2 separate regions of the Gossypium hirsutum genome follow, and region 1 is linked to region 2. The links are chromatin contacts, called in public Hi-C maps. All regions are on one chromosome and are shown on one strand. The core of a region is the stretch at or near the end of the contact, and the rest is flanking DNA. Distances in the headings are between cores, read along the strand shown. Region 1 holds the start of LOC107899401 (protein trichome birefringence). Region 2 holds the start of LOC107899396 (DNA-3-methyladenine glycosylase).

Evidence for each region. Hi-C and Micro-C count contacts between places; a contact is called where the count stands out from the background.
Region 1: a Hi-C map of leaf shows a contact between it and region 2, with 2.3 times the contacts expected there. The contact joins the promoter of LOC107899401 here to the promoter of LOC107899396 in region 2. A contact is called at or near these places in 2 of 34 Hi-C or Micro-C datasets (both in leaf).

What each region holds. Positions count from the first base shown.
Region 1 is chrD04:23,707,236-23,710,358 of Gossypium_hirsutum_v2.1, forward strand. It overlaps LOC107899401 (protein trichome birefringence), which reads left to right and starts at 1,687. Exons shown (of 5, transcript XM_016825103.2): 1 at 1,687-2,876. The coding sequence starts at 1,831. It overlaps LOC107898423 (a long non-coding RNA gene), which reads right to left and starts at 238. Exons shown (of 4, transcript XR_001684396.2): 1 at 1-238.
Region 2 is chrD04:23,389,899-23,393,457 of Gossypium_hirsutum_v2.1, forward strand. LOC107899396 (DNA-3-methyladenine glycosylase) reads right to left here and starts at 1,359. Exons shown (of 6, transcript XM_041091263.1): 1 at 1,032-1,359; 2 at 672-743; 3 at 400-523; 4 at 1-48. The coding sequence starts at 1,325.

The sequences.
Region 1 (3,123 bases), core at 437-2,936, 320 kb after region 2:
TATTTTCCAGCAAACAAACACCGGAAAATGTGGAAAATCAATTCCGGAAAATATTTTCCCCTATCAAACAGACCCTTAGATTGATCTTTCTTTATTTTCTTGAAGATGAACCTCTGCCATTACTCGACACTGATCGCCTTCGCCATACACTATCAAGAAAAAAATAGTGGATTTAGGGTTTAGGTTTTCACATTGAGGTGTAAATTTTATTGGTATTTAATTTATTTGAAATTCTTTTGGGGTTCCGATATTCTTCTAAAAATTTATCTGTATCCTTTTATTTTCTCATAGGTTCCTTTTTATAGAAATTTTTTAGAGTTTTAAATCATCCATAACTCTTCTTTCTTCTTGTTTAAAATTTGAAAATTGCTCCACCTTTAGGTTTAAAATTTGAAAAGAAATCTCTTTATTATCTATATTAGCTTAATTTATTATTTAGATACTTTTTAATATATTTCTGTATATAATTTATTTAATTTATTTTTAATTTTTAAGAAAATCATAGTTTACTTATGATAATTTATTTAAAATTACTTAGATAATTTATTGTTTAGATAATTATTTAGATAAATTTATTAAGAATATATTAATAACTTAGATTATTTAAATCATTTATAGTTTATTTATATATTTTTTAGAAAAATTATTAAATATGTTAATTTTAAATAAATTATTTATGATTGTACAATAAAATAAAAATATTAAAATGTTAGTATATTTTAAATAATTTAAATATCTAATTATTGTTTATAATTAAAATAATTATTAATTAAACATCAAAATTATTAATATATTATATTTAATGCACGTGCAATATTATAAACAATAATATATTAAATATGTTAATTATATTATATTTAAACCAAATTATTAATAAATATTAAACATCAATATTATATTATTAATAATTTAAAATTTATATTTTTATGATATTAATAAATTATTAATTAAACTCAATCATATTAAATTATTTTATAATTTTTTGTATAAATTTAGATAATTTAGGTTTAATATTAAAATTTTTAGTAGTTTGATTTAATACCCGTACAATGCATAATTATAAATAATTAAAATACTTTTAATCTAGACATCCAATTTTTATTACTAATCCAAACTTTATTTAAGTATTGTAATTTGAAAATAATATATTTATTACAAATATATTTTTATTTCAAATTATATTTGCTTTGTAGTAAATATATTTCATTTGTCCAATTTTTATTTTATATATTTATCACGTTATTTATAGTACTTTATTTATAGATTTAGCTAAATAAAAATAATATAATTTTATATTTAAAATATTTTGGAAGGCTAATTTGAGAAGAAATATATACAATAATTTCTGAAAGTAAAGAAATTAAATGGATAATGAAAAATTAAATAGATTATCTAAAAAAGTCTAAAAAAAAATGGAAAATGCGTCATTTGTCACAAAATCAACTTGTATACCTTATTATATATATATATATATGATTACTTGATTATGGAATTTTTTTATTTATTAAAAATAAAAAATTCTACCAAAATAATGGCCGACAAATTAAAAATTTACTCAGAATCGAAAATGGATTAATACTAACCTGTCCTAATTTTGTAATTAGATTGATCTAGTATTTCATTTTATTCACTATTGAACTGAAAAATCAACTTAAAATTTAGTATCTGTTTGTGTAGAGTCGTATTCATATTTAAGAGTCGTCCCACTTCTCCACTCTCTCTCCCCAAACACTAATTTTTCTCTTTCACTTTCCCATCTCATCTGTTTTTTATTCTATATCTGAGTTTTGCGAGATAGAAACTCAAAAGAGATCAAGTTTGGTCTCTTCCATGGCGGATATAGCAAAGTACACGCCTATCAATGGAGGAACTACGACTGCAGTCACGGCAGAGTTTAAGACTCTGTTTTCAATCATCAAAACAAGGAGAACAGTGGCTTTCTTCATGTTTGCCTTCGTCGGTTTTACTGTTTTCTTAGCTTTTAGCCCTTCTTCTAACTCTTCTTCTCCTTGGGTCACCAACATCTTTTCATCAACTTCCTCTCCAGCTACTTCATCTGCTGGCTCTTACAGATCTCAATCATTTTCCCTCTTCGATTACTTCTTTCCCAACACCTCTTCTTCACGAACTCTTAACATCACTTCTCCTTCTCCATTTTCATCTCCGTCTTCTTCTAATAGCAACACCAGATCTAATAACACTGCAACTCAAGTAGCCAACAATCCAAGTGAGGACCTACTTTCTGCCAAAAAAACCAACAAAACCCAATCTTTCAACATAAATAAACAACGCCCCAGCTCCGAAAATACAACTTTTAGGTCTCCCTACAGTGGTTTAAACAACACCAAAAGTTCAGTTTTGCATGCAAATCAGACCACAGTTTCTCCTCCTCCTAACTTGAATCAAAATCCTCCAAGTACAAATAACCAGACTGGAAAGAAAGAGAATTCTGATAAAGCTCAAGTTCTGAAATCTAATCAGACAACAACGGTCACAGAGAAAACCCTGGAGGCAGCTAATCGGAGCACCAATTCTCCAGCTAAATCTGAATCTTCCAACAAGTTAAGTTCTGGGAAGGGAGAGAAAATCGTAGGGCAAAAGGGTGTGGTGTCGAACTACTCAGCTTCCCTAACAAACAAACCAAGCAATGGAAGTGATTCAGGGTTGACAGCTAAACAGGAAATTGATAATTTAATCGACTCTTTGATGAACTGCGATTTATTCGATGGAAAATGGTTGAAGGATGATTCATATCCACTTTATAAACCTGGGTCCTGTTCGTTCATTGATGAGCAGTTTAGTTGCGTTGCCAATGGAAGGCCTGATAGAGATTATCAGAAACTGAAATGGAAGCCTAAAGGCTGCACTTTACCAAGGTATTTGATTCTTTTAATGTTGTTTTTAGTGTCTTATCGTCCAAGTAATACTTTTGAGCGTGTTTGATCGGTTTGATATTGAGTTGGTTTTTCTTTAATGGAATTTGGTCATGTTTGATCTTTGAATTAGTCATCTAGGGATTTTATTTGATTCTGTTAGTAATCTAAACTGTTGATTGCATTTTCATTTACAGATTGCAATATAAACTGTTGAATTGTGTTTTCTTTTATTATTAAAATAAGATTA
Region 2 (3,559 bases), core at 109-2,608:
TAGGCTTTTCAGTTTGCTGACCACGACGCTCCTGGATAGTCTCCAAACCTGCAGCGGGGTTCACATATTGCCTTCAACAAACATTATGTTTTGTTTTCTGACCCAAAGATAGAAAGCATGGAAAGATTCGAGATTTTTGTGAAGGACAAGAAAACTAGAAATGAATATTCCCACAAAAATTCTTAACAGTTACTATATTATGAGATGTTAAAGTAGGCGATTGCAAATAATTGAATAAGGACAATTCAAGGGATTATCAACTACGCATTCACAACAATGAAAGGCTAAATAGGCTACAAAAATAAGAAACATTAGCAATTTAATAGATAACAAACAAAGCAGATGATTATAGAAGTAACAGATACTTAGTTAATACCGGATAATAATATTATAACTTACCACACACCGGAGCGCATGCACGTATTAACACTGCAGCCCCAGCTCCTTCTTTGTCAGCAACAACATTGAGCATCGTATGAAGTCCATAGCAAAGATAAACATAAGCATGCCCTCCAGGACCAAACTACAACAACCACATAGAGGAACTCAATATCTATTATTATTAGTACCAAAATAAACATAAATAGTGTTAAAATCATCAAGGTATTACTGGAGCAATAATCAGATTAGCGAGAACATGTGAAAGATGAAAGCAAAAGGGCTAAACTCACAACAGGGGCTGTTCTTGCAGTGACTCCAAATCTACCATGACAAGCTGAATCATTTGGCCTATAAGCCTCTACCTGTTAAAACATAATGATTCAAATTAGAAAATACATAACAATGGAATTAAAATTAATTGCGGGGGGGGGGGAATGAAACTTTGACCAAACCCAATTAGTAGGTAGCCTTTGTTTTTCTTTGGTTTTCTTCTCAGCAAGCAAATAAATGGGCATTTGAACAAAATTCAACTGCTCAAATTAATGAAAGCCCCAACACCCAAAAAGTACAAATTTCGAACTTCCATTTCGATTTTCCGAAGAACAAAAAGAATTTGGGAAGAAAGTCAGCAAAAATGCACCAAAAATTACCTCAGTGATTTGAAGAACAACATCATCTCTCCTTAAAAACTTGCCAAGCAAATGTGGCGCCAAATCAAGAGCGTCAATTTGAAAGAACTCCGGGGGCAGTATCGTGGTATTGCGAAAACAAGGGAGAGAAACCGGAGAAGATTGCGGCCGAGTTTGTTTACGGCTTGGTTTGGTCCGGGTCCTAACGGTCGCTGCTTTGGAACTCTGACTCCTCCGTCCCTCCAGGCATTGGCTCGACCGAACTGTTTTCCTGGATTTCGAAGCAACTGGTTTAAATTGGGGAGTTGGGTTCATCTGGACCAAAAGTGTAGGAGCTGAAAGAGACGTGAGGACATTGAATTATTTTATATTGGTCAGAATTTGAAGGTTGGGTACTTTTTGGGTAAACGACCCACTCAACTTTTAGAATATTTTCAATTTGATCACCTAAAATTAAATTTTTATAATTTTGTCAGCTAACTTTTAGGGCAGTTTCATTTCAGTCACAAGCTCTAACGGCAGTTAATTGTATATGTTACAACATATTTGCACTTTCATTTTTGTCACCCAACTTTCGAGTCGCTTTAAGTTTAGTAACCCAAAAAAAATATCGTTTTTAAGTATTGATTGGGGTAAATAAAACATCAAGCATTAAAGTGAAATAGTGATAGAAACTAAAATAATACACAATATCAAATTGTACTTGTTTATCCAATTGTCGAAATTCTAAATTTTTTTTTTAAATATTGAAAATTTAAATTTCAAAACATCAAAATAAATTAAATAAATTATTGATTTTTTTATCCCTTGATAATGTCAACTGATTTGTTATTATAATATTGAAATTAATTAATTTAATCACCATCTAAAATTTAAAATTTTATTTTATATTTTCCAAATTATTGTAACGTCCTTAAAACCCCCTTAATCGTAAATAGTGTTAATTCGAGAATATACAACTTAAAATTTTCGAAGCCAATAAAATAAGAATTATTAGTGTTAGTAGAAAAGATAATTGGATACTTGAGGGAATTGAAAAGATTAATATATTGAAAGATATTAATTTAAGGTAGAAACTAAATTGTAAGGTTATAGAAGTGTTAGAATAAAAATGAAAGATTTAATGTGAAAGAACATTGAGTGCAATTATTACAAAAAGAGTAGATGATTGTTTAAATTTTTAATTAAAGAAAGATATGAAAATTTTGTCAGGGCCGTTGGATAACATAGGAAAGAATTAAATCTAAGCCATTGAAAATGGTATGTTATGGAAAGATTTTTTTTAGTTGTCATTCTTTTTATTTCTTTATATATTATTGACATTATATCATATAATTTTATTATTATTAAATTAGTTAGTGACGTGATCTTTGGAATGTTAATTGGACCAAACATCAAGCTGCCCATTTCCATATTATTTAGGACGTATGTTGATTAGACTCCAAGAGGTAGGATGTAAGATATTTCTGATGGTCCAATTAAAATTCCTATTAGGCCTATGATGCGGGCTAGAGCTAAGAGATTCAAAGAACACTTGTAGGTTTGATCCAACACGTTTGGGCTGAATATGACAAGTTCAATCTTTATTTGGCATCTATTAAAGATTCAAGTTCATGCAACATTTTGCACGTGGAATTTTGAAGCTCAATCATCCTTTTTACTTTGTCTTAATTCCACAACTTTTTAAAATCATATTTTTTTGTTTCAATGTGTCTTATTATTTAAGTATTAAATATTGTAATTTTCATTAGTTTTATATCTAATGTGTCCTATTGTGTTTTAAATATGTCTTAGTTTGTTATGTTATTATCATGTCTTTTTTGTTACAATTTAATTGTTATGTTTATTTTTGTCTTTAATATGTCTTTATTTTGTCCTAGGAACAACAAAGGGTCGGTCACCTAAGGGGTTACAAGGAGTTGTCCATTCAGCTAAGGAATATGGAATTAAGGTGCTTTAAACTAGGTCTGTTTGTTCTCCAAGGTTCATACAAAACTGAACAGTCACAAAGAAGGTGCAAAGCCTTAAGGATTAAGCTACATGAACATTCATCAAGTGTCCATTCAAACTCCTTCACATATATGGAATTTTCGGTAACCAAAGGGTCTTAGATGAATTTGGTTGATTGACTTCTTCCCATGCATGAACTCTCTTCCAATGTGTTAAATGCAGCCACCAAATTCATCATCAAGGTGCATGGACGGCAAGGGGAATGTATACAATTGTTTGTTGTATTCTTTGAATACTTGGATTGATGAATTTTAGGATTAATGTATTATTTTAATTCATGTATTCACATTAAAAGCTGAAATGACCATTCGTTTTCTAGGGTCCTATATATATTCGGTCAAGTACTTTGTAATAGGGTAATGAACATTTTTAATATATCTTTGAGAGTTATCTTTTTGTTCTTTAATAAATAAAGCCGAACTTATCAAGACTTGTCTTGTAGCATTCAAAACTTAATCGATCTTATCATTTCAATCCTTTCTATTTCTGAAGTGTGGCGATCACCCTTATACAGTTGGTTCCTATTTCATATATAAATA